Regions from separate parts of the Zea mays genome. Here region 1 is linked to region 2. Evidence: chromatin contacts called from public Hi-C data. All regions are on one chromosome and are shown on one strand. Each heading gives the region's core, a stretch centred on a gene start, on an enhancer-like site or on the middle of the called end of the contact. The rest is flanking DNA. Distances are from core to core; before and after follow the strand shown. Region 1 holds the start of LOC100284926 (cysteine protease 1). Region 2 holds the start of LOC103625878 (cytochrome b5).

The links. A called contact is a pair of places that touch in the nucleus more often than the background predicts.
Region 1: a Hi-C map of leaf shows a contact between it and region 2, with 4 times the contacts expected there. The contact joins the promoter of LOC100284926 here to the promoter of LOC103625878 in region 2. A contact is called at or near these places in 18 of 25 Hi-C or Micro-C datasets (bundle sheath, ear, leaf and 5 more) and 2 of 3 datasets of contacts at active chromatin or transcription factors (leaf and seedling).

The regions. Positions count from the first base shown.
Region 1 is chr5:7,546,926-7,552,037 of Zm-B73-REFERENCE-NAM-5.0, forward strand. LOC100284926 (cysteine protease 1) reads right to left here and starts at 3,158. Exons shown (of 2, transcript NM_001372148.1): 1 at 2,611-3,158; 2 at 1,247-2,373. The coding sequence starts at 3,049. The coding sequence ends at 1,787. LOC103627981 reads right to left here and starts at 120. Exons shown (of 4, transcript XM_020537701.1): 1 at 1-120. The coding sequence starts at 120. It also overlaps a transcript of LOC100279325 not described here.
Region 2 is chr5:7,367,107-7,371,723 of Zm-B73-REFERENCE-NAM-5.0, forward strand. LOC103625878 (cytochrome b5) reads right to left here and starts at 3,180. Exons shown (of 3, transcript NM_001301558.2): 1 at 2,913-3,180; 2 at 2,398-2,464; 3 at 1,831-2,300. The coding sequence starts at 2,999. The coding sequence ends at 2,047.

The sequences.
Region 1 (5,112 bases), core at 1,908-4,407, 180 kb after region 2:
AGCGTGATCCAGCTTCTTGTTCAGGGAGTTTGAGATCCTCAGGATGTGGTTCTCCTTCTCGCTCATCACCTTCGTGTTTGCAGGAGTCGCAACGACGACGCGGGACTCCACTGCCGTCATGTTTGTGTCCTGCTCCTTCGCCTGCTTTCAAGTTCTCTTAGCTGACATGTGGAGGCGCCAAGCTCCGGGTTATTCAAGATTTCTTAAATAAATGCAGTACAAATTGAGGCAGCTGTGAGAAAGAAGGCTACCTTAATCTGAAGCATTGACTCGGTTCTATGAGTCTCCAACAGCTCATGTCCTACTACTAATTAAGAATGCAGTGTGAGAGCGGCCATGCCTCCGCCTCCCGCGCGTGATGCCCCAACGGTCTCACACCGACGCAGAGCTCGTCCACCGTGCACCGCCGCGTCGCCGTGATTGCCGCTATATCCCCGCAGGACTGCAGGAGGAGAGAGTGACATGCGAAATATGGTCTGGCTCTGGCTCTGGCCATACAGCAGCCGAGCCAACCACCCAGCAGAGGTCGCAAACGCATCAATGGTTTGCTCTGCAGCGTGGCGAGCGATCGCAGGCACATGCAGTAGTAGTCGAAAAGAGGGACGACAGGTTTGGCTCGAATCGGAAGACCAGTTGGCACGCAACTGCAGTTTTCATTTCGTTTAAAAAAGACGCCAAATATCATATGCTGCCTTTTAGATTTGGAATGGACAAGTACCACGCAGTTCGTGGTGGCCAACTGGCCATGGCCAATGCACGATCCACACTGCCGACCACCGGGATTCGCTGCTCAAAGGTGTAGTACTTATCCATTCAAGGACTGCGCAGACGGATTGGAGCCACACCTATCAACACTAATATTTTGTTGAATATTTTATATGTCGTTGCAACGTACGGGCATCTAACTAGTAGAGAAAATATGTTTTGTTACACTAGTAGTTATTGGCTTATCTCTCGCCTATTCCAGAAGTAGTGATGGGCGGCTCTCATTAAATGTCAGTTTTGCTCGTCAACATGATGTGTATGTACACACGATCGTATATTCATACACATCACGGTTTCTGAGTATATATATATATATATATATATATATATATATATATATATATATATATATATATATATATATATATATATATATATATATATATATATATATATATATATATATATATATATATATATATATATATATATTACACATTTAGAATATGAATGTATTTGTTTACACTAAATTGGTTGCATTCAAGGCAATCTGTACATTACAATACACGTGACCATCACACGTAAAGGTCCAACTAATACCTCAGCGACATTCTTATGGCTGGGAGTACAATACATAGTGCTTGGCGTGGGTCGTGATTTCGACTATATCACTATACATATAACCATCTATCATGTGATTATGGCCCTGTTTGGCACAGCTTATTTTCAGCTTCTTCACAAATTTAAGCTGAAGTCCTGCCAAACAGTCAGCTTCTGCAGCAGCTTATCAGTTCAGCTGCTTCTCAAAATGAACTAAAAGCAGCCAACAAGCAGAAGCTGCTTCTTACCAGCTTATCAGATAAGCTGCTTTTTCAACAAGCAGCAGTTGTCCCAAACAGGGCCTATATACAATCTTATAATAAGTATTATCTCCATTCTCGAATATTTATCGTTCGCTTGTTTAAAAATGGAGGAGTCAAATATATATGCCATGCACGAGCACGCTTGTCTTGGATGACGTAACAGCATCATGCGTACTGTATGCTGTGCGATGGTTACGTTGGTGGACGCGATCGGCGCTCTAGACGGGGTAGGACGGCAGCTTGGCGAGACCGCAGACGCCCTCCCCGCGGACGCCGCGGCGGATCCGGACGTATCCGCCCTCGCCCCACGACGCGCCCCAGGAGTTCTTCATCAGCCAGTACCTTGTGCCGTCGTTCGCCGTGCCGTACCCGACGGCCGTGATGGCGTGGTTGAGGTCCGTGCCGCAGGCCCCGCCCAGCACGCCGCTGTCGTAGAAGCGGAACGCCATGTCCTCGCCGTTGATGGCCACGGACACGGGCTGGTTGGCCACGGCGGCCGCGAGCGCGGCCTCGTTGTTGCGCGGCACGTCCTCGTGGCCCCGGATGGACGCGGCCCGCGCGGCGGCGGCGGACGAGCGGCAGGGCCCGTCCCGGCCCTGGTACGGGTAGCCCGACTCCGAGGCCAGCCCGCCGCGGCGCGCGACGAACTGGAAGGCGTTGTCCATGAGGCCGCCGTCGCAGCCCTGGTCCACGCCGCTGACGTCACAGTCCACCAGCTCCTGCTCCGACAGCGACACCAGCCGCCCCGTCCGGATCTTGTTCAGCCCTTCCACCGCCGCCACCGCCGAGAACGCCCAGCAGCAGCCTGCGTGCGTGTGTGTTGACGTGTTGTGCATGGCTACGTTGGATTAATTGCCTAAAAATACTGGGAACCTTTTAACTTAATTGGTCCTTCATTCAGAAAAAAGGTAGCTAGATGGAGACGTATCCACGGCCACGCACGGTAGGTTTTGATCGTTCACTATTCAGAATGCATGCATCGTGCATGTGCGCAGGTGGTGTTTCCGTGTTTGCATGGTCGTTCTCGTTCGTAGGTACGTACCGCACGCTCCCTGGTCCTTGACGCCGGTGACGGCACCCATGGCCCGCCAGTCCACGCTCTGCGCCGCGTCCGCCAGGCTGAAGTTCTCGTACCTGAACCGGCCGGCGCCCGCGGACGGCGCCGGGCGCGGCCGGAGCCCGGTCCTGGCCGCGCGGAACTCCTCGACGGTGAGGTCGGCGAACCTGTTGGTCGCCAGCCGGTGGCTGTGCGTCCCTGCGGCGTTGAACGAGTCGATCAGCTCCGCGTTGGCCCGGAACACCTCCAGCCGCCGCGCCTTCTCGGCCTCATCCTTGTACGCGCGCCCGTGCTCCGCCATCCACTTCTCGTGCCGCGACGCCATCGCGGCGGCGGCCGCCGCGAGCGCGCGGGGAGCGGCGGCGGTGCACAGTACGGCGCTGCCCACGACGAGGACGGCGAGGAGGAACCGTGACGCGGACATATTTTTTTGGGGGGGTATGCTAGTGTATTTAGCTATGTAGTTAGTGTGTCTTGTGTGTGCAATGCTAGTGTGTCGTCGTCTTTAGCTCATGTCATGTGACCTAGCTAGCTTAGCTGGTGCTTGGCCAAACCCTGCAATGCAGGAAGGGGTTTATATAGCAGTACGTTCAGGAGGTAGCCGGAAAGGACCCAAAAGGATTTAAGTTAGGCATGGTTAACTGTGACTCCATTGTCAGTGTTAGCAGGAGGGGAGAGAGTTAGCCTAACAAATTATATATCCATGGATCAGGAGAAAAGAGGCGTCAAGTAAGCTCCCACCATGGACGATTATTATCACAGCCATCGTATTCAGGGCACTCGTTCTCTTGAAAAGGATCCAAAATTCATAAGCATATATGCATGTAGGACATAATTCTGATGTAGCTGGTGGTGGACACGCCGTTTTTTCTTTTATCTTTCAACGAGTGAGACTGGCGAGGACATGGAGTCCACACTTGCGCTGCTGGCCAGGGCTAGCTCTGCTCTGCTGGTTGAAACGAAACACTTGGGGTTGGACTGGTGACGTGAGCGAGCGGCTCTCCTTGACCGAGACGTACGTGACCGTGAGTGGTTTGCTGGATTCCTATTTCCTACGGCAGCCTCGGAATCTCTTGGCTGGCTAGCTTGCAGTCACTGGGTCTCTTATCCTCGCAGAGATTGGGATCGGACATTTCGTGGATGCAAATTAAAATGCCTAGCTAGGTGTCGCTTGCCGCTTGGTATTTAGTGATATATATATATATATATATATATATATATATATATATATATATATATATATATATATATATATATATATATATAACGACAAATAAAAAGAAATGGAGAGAGTATCACTAAATACTACGCATGACATAATCCCATACGACGCATGATTGCACCCCAACGAACGAGCTTTCTACTTGCAGCTGACAGGATCCACGTCGCCGTCGGCGTCGCGGTATCTTCCGTTTGTACACGCAACGCAAGGCATGATGACCAATAACCAGCTCGACGCGCGGGAGCTGAATCCGAGCGAGAATCGTCAACACATATAGGGCCCGGGCCGGCCGCCTCCCCGGTGTCCATTACCGGTCCTCCCAGTCCCAGATGAGATTCCGGTTGGGTTCCTGTCACTGCCTAGCTACCTTGCTTTGTGTCACTCATCAATCATCATCACTCACTCTCTCAACAGTCCCCATGATACCGACCCAACTCACCCGTACCGTAAATGCTTCCGTTTAAGATAAGAACCATACTACCTTTCTTTCATTTTGATGACGATATCATTAGGGCATGTACAGTGGGTGTTTTAAGTTGTGTCTTACAGTGTGTCTAGGGGGGTGAATGTAAAAAAACTCAAGACACGTATCTTGACGAAGACACAGTGTCTTAGCTCTATGTTCGAGACAGGAGACTAGCTGATTGGTCACTTTAATTTATTGAATGCTCTGATTGGTACAATAAATATCGTAAGACACATGTTTTAGACATGACCACTGTATTATGTTGTGTTTTAGTTGTATCTTATACTTGGAGTACTGTGCAGCAGTATCTGGGTTGTACATGCCCTTAGTCAATTAGCAGTCCGAGCCCAGTCATTATTTGGAGACTAGTTCATACATTTTCTGGGTGCAACAAGTTTGTGAAAAACGACGGCGCTCCATCCTATGCTCTAGTAAAATCTCATTGGGGGGGGTCCCGTCGGTCCCCGGAGCAGAGCAGCCGCACGAGCTGACGCGTCATGCCTCCAGAACCGGTCTTTGTCAGCTGGATAGGTGCCTCGGTCCGAGCGCTCGCTGGCCGCCGGCTGCTCCTTCCATTGTGTGCAGTGCAGGACGTTCCGATTCCGACGTCAGAGGTCAGATCAAACGTGGAGCTTTCTGCGTCGTGACATCAGCTCCTCCTTTTCTTTTCTTTTCTCTCTCCCATTCGTGCTGAACGACGACGGCTGCTGCTGGAAGCAACACAAGATAGAATATGGATAGAAAAAGCAGTGGACGAGGACGAGGCCACCCCCGGTCTTGGGAATGTTGCCATGCCGCC
Region 2 (4,617 bases), core at 1,930-4,429:
TTAAGTATAGATGACGTGATTTAGAAAACGTTGTTGGAGATGAAAAAGATATAGATGATAAAATCTTTTAGAGAAGACCGTAAATAATGGATATAAAGGATATTGCTGAAGACAACCTTTATCTTATCTTTAGCAGGTTGTATATACGACCCCGGATGCAGAAAATGAGTAAGAAATCGATATTGTTCACGTGTCCAGCAGCTCGCGTACGCGGTCGCACAAAAACCACACCCCACATCGACGTGCATATCTTCGAGCTCTCGCGGTCGCGCACAGTCCAAGCCACGTCCTCCATTTTTGTGTCCAAGGCCTGCTGAACGGATGCACAATCATTTTGCGCAATCTGCTGGAAACGAACTCCTTTTTGCGCGACGTAGTGGACTCATAAATTGCTAGTATCCGCAACCGCGCAACAGCACAACCATTTTGCATGTTGTCACATAATAACAGCTTACGGAGCAACACTGTGATCCTCTGAGAAGGACAAAATGAGGTTTTGCTGATTGTTGTGCGCTACGGCCTTGTTGGAAAATGTCCTGACGGGTGCTACATAGGGGGTGTTTGGTTAGAGATAGGGGGTGTTTGGTTAGAGGGACTAAAGATTAGTCTCTAGTTTTTAGTCCCATTTAGTCCCTTTTTTTCCAAACACTAGGACTAAAATATGGACTAAAATGATTTAGTCTTTAGTCCTTCACATAGGTGCTAAAAGAGACTAAAAGCCCATAATTATCATGTTGCCCTTACCTTTTTTATAGATAACTAATATTGTGAGTATATTCTAAGGGTATTTGAGTCTTTGGACAATGTATTTAATGACTTTAGAATCTATTTAGTCCCTAGAACCAAACATGTAGGGACTAAAGTTTAGTCCTAGGACTAAAGTTTAGTCCTAGGACTAATTGAAACCAAACATGGCCATAGTCTGACCATTTTTATGAAGCACGCAACATATGTCCTTTAATAAAACTAGATCACATATTTTTACATTTGATACTGAAGCTCTAGTCTGGAGAGTAAAATAAGTAGAGAAAGACAGATTTGATAATTGGTCAAACCAGAGTAACCTGCTCCATTTAAACTAAAAACGGAACCGCAACAATGAAATATGCATTACTGCAACTACATTACAATAAAGCAACTTACCTTAGATTGCATGAAGGATCAAACTGTTTGTTCCTAACCATCCACCAACCACCACGAAGAGAAATACCAGGTCTTCATGGTGCTGCTGCTCAAGCGTCCGAGGTCAGAGCAGGGTATATGGCACCCATGGCCTGGTATATATATATCCATAAGAAATGTAGTGCAGTCGAAGCATGGGCTGATGGGTGCTCCGTAGCTTTTGGTTTGTTGGCTAGTTAGTTCAAAGCAAACCCCAGCTTGACGCTCATCAGCCTCAGCCTTCACCTTCCACATGTTGGCTTTTGCAACTCCTTTAAGCAATGCCATCCCATCCCCTTCTAGTTTACTCAAGATACATGCGACTTCTCCAGAGCTTAACGGGCGATGGTGAAATACTTGCAATCAAAGAATAGAATGATCAAAAGAGGGACTGGTTGAAGTTACATATAACCTTCTGAAGTCTACTGCCCACCCAACTATCTGCACCTTATTCGAGATTTAGACAGTTTATATCAAGGCAAGGCAATAAACTGTTGTGAAGAAACAATTGGGCAGATGTGATGACAGGCTTCACACCTTTTCAATAATACAAAACAACAGATAACACCGAATTCAGTTGAGATAAAAGTTAAAGATTGAATGCCAATCCATGGCGTTCAAAAGCATCAAAGGTGGCATGGAACATATTTACGCCAGCAAGCGTGATGGTTGGTTCCAAGAGTAATAAATCCATCAATTGATTGTCGTGTCGACAAAATAATGCCATCAATCCGGCAAATGTTTGCCATTAAGTGTTTAAGAATCGAACATCATAATGTAATTTGGTTCTGGACAGGAGATATGATATATGATATATCCATGCACCATGGGCTGATCCCTCTAAAAGGGGTCATCTGCCCAAGCTCGGCACATGCACATCGGCTTTCACTTCCTTCGCGCATACAATATGGCAACAACAGCTGATATCCCAATTACAGCGGCTGGGATCGACCAATATTGCACCACGTCGTCCATAAGCTTCCTGGCAAATCCCGTGTCCTGTTCCTTTCTGAAAACCTCCATCTCAGGAATCTCAGGAGTTGGGTCCGAGTCCAACTCCCCAACGAAGTAGTCCTGCATTAGCTCCTTGGCACTCTTGCTGTGCCCTGCATCGTCAAATTCTTCTGTAGCATCCTTACCTTCAGACAGAATGACACCGAGTCAAACAAACCATAATACAGAAACTAATACCACATGGATAATAAGTGCAGGAAAAGTGAACCAGGGAAGCAGCACCGGTTGCTTCGAGCAGAACATCGGCGCCCCCAGGATGGTCCTCCAAATACTTGGTCACATCATAAATCTGCATCGCATGTACCAGCAGACAATCAGTTTATGTAGCGATAAGTTCAGTGCACCATATCTCAACTCTACTTGAAATGATGCTTCAATTGATGCAACTGCGCTGGCAATTAGTGAGAAACCAGAGGAAATTCTGAGACAGCAGCACGATCAACCATAGCTAGTTTACCACGCCATCCCAATCTCCCAAACGGCCAAACCTCGCCACCAGAATGCCGCTAGTATTGGCAAGATCAGATGCACAACAAGCCGCACATGATAGCAAAGGCCTCCCAGACATTCCATCGAACACGTTGCGAGAGAAATAGCATCGGAACTTCGAACAGTATGCCCTCCCTCCCTCCCTCCCCACGGGTTTACATCTCTACCTACCGCTGCATACAGCGCACCTACATACCTATCTACAGCAAGGGCGGATGAGGAAGGGATACAGTGGCGGCTGGCGCTACCTTGCCGTCGACGACGACCCAGCAGTCGTCGGGCGTGTTGTGGAGGGCAGCCTCCTTCATGCTGTACAGCTTTGTCAGCGTCGGCATCTACGTCCCCTCGCGACTCCTCCCTGTATCAACCTAATCGAATCGGCGGTGACAAGGAGGCGGCGACTATATTATATGAGGGGCCGGGGCAACGACCGCCGCGGCTTGCCGGGGAGGAAGAGACTGCAGCAGCCTACACGGCTCGGGTCTTGGGATCCTCGCCTGTGTTGCTATCTTGTAGCGGAAGAAGAACATGTTTGGAGGCGGAGGGGTGGGGGTGCTACAGGGTACTTGCCGTCTGCTTTGGTGGTCTTCTTGGGCTGCTAGGGTTATTTTTTCCCTCACGGCCCATGGGCTGATTAGAAATCGTCTTTAGACATACCGTGTTGGAGGCCTGAAACATCTATCTAGCAGCACTTGATCAGCAATTAATAATAGACAATGAGTATAGAACTGTACCAAGAAACCCTGAGATTTAAAAAGTGATTGATATACGTCTCGTTATTGATGGGTATAGACACCTACCTCTAAAAGAAATAGACATTTACCTAATAAATCATCTTAGGTAAGAATTGTACCATGGTGATTTATTGCTTCGTTATTGATGGGTATAGAACTGTACTAGGATGCGGTTTTTTTTTGAGAAGGATAAGAGGGCTGTTGGAGTAACAAAAATCAGTTTTGACATAAATTTACATCTTCTTTTGGAGTTTCTCTAACAGACTTATTTTTCACTAATGTTTAATATTTCTTCATTGTATATCCGTATATATTTGCTGCTGGTTATGGTTATGAGCCAGGAAGGTGTCAGCGTCCACGAATACAATACAACTTAAGTATTCATGCAATAGATAACATTTGGAGCTAGTTTGATAACTCCATTTTTCTAAGTGATTAATATTTTCACAATGAAAAATAAATTAATTTTTCTTGATAAAATAGAAATCTTTTACGTCTTGTTTGGATCATTGGAATTGAATTCCATTATAATAATAGTAATTTAGACATATATCAATTAAACTAATTCAATTTTATGCAAAATATATCAATATACTATTATTAGCAAGATGTAGGAGATGTTTATTTGCTTTATTTTTACTATAAAGAAGTGAGTCGAAGATCATCTTGCAAGTTACAGAGTAGAAACAAATTCTAGTAATACATAAAATCATTTCTCATCCTCTACCCACAAATTTGAGATAAGTTTATATCAGAATTTTGAAAATAATGGAATATGAAATCTCAAGCTAAATAGGTTACTTTATTAAGTGAAATTTCAATTCCTCTAAAATAAAAAGATCTAAACGTCTCGTTAGAAAAAAATATGGTTATCAAACTAGTTTATCCGCCATTCTGACTTGGCGTTATGGCAGTTAGCACGTATGAGCCGATACGAATAACTTTTTTTACGGCATGGTGGCTGGTGGGTGGGGGCTGAGTGTGCCTTTGCCAAATGGCGAGTGGGTCGGACTGGGCTGGGGCAGTGCCGCAGTGGGGTGGGGGCGTGGCCAGTGGCCACTAGCCACTGCCGCTCCAGCGCCAGCGCCTCCTCGAAGCCAATTCCGATGCATCCGCCTGCCACGACGCCACGTTTCGAGCTCGCGGTGGCGCCGGCCGCCGAGCACGGTGCGCGGCCACCGAAGGCACAAGGAACGGGAGGCACGGCAAGGACGCCCGG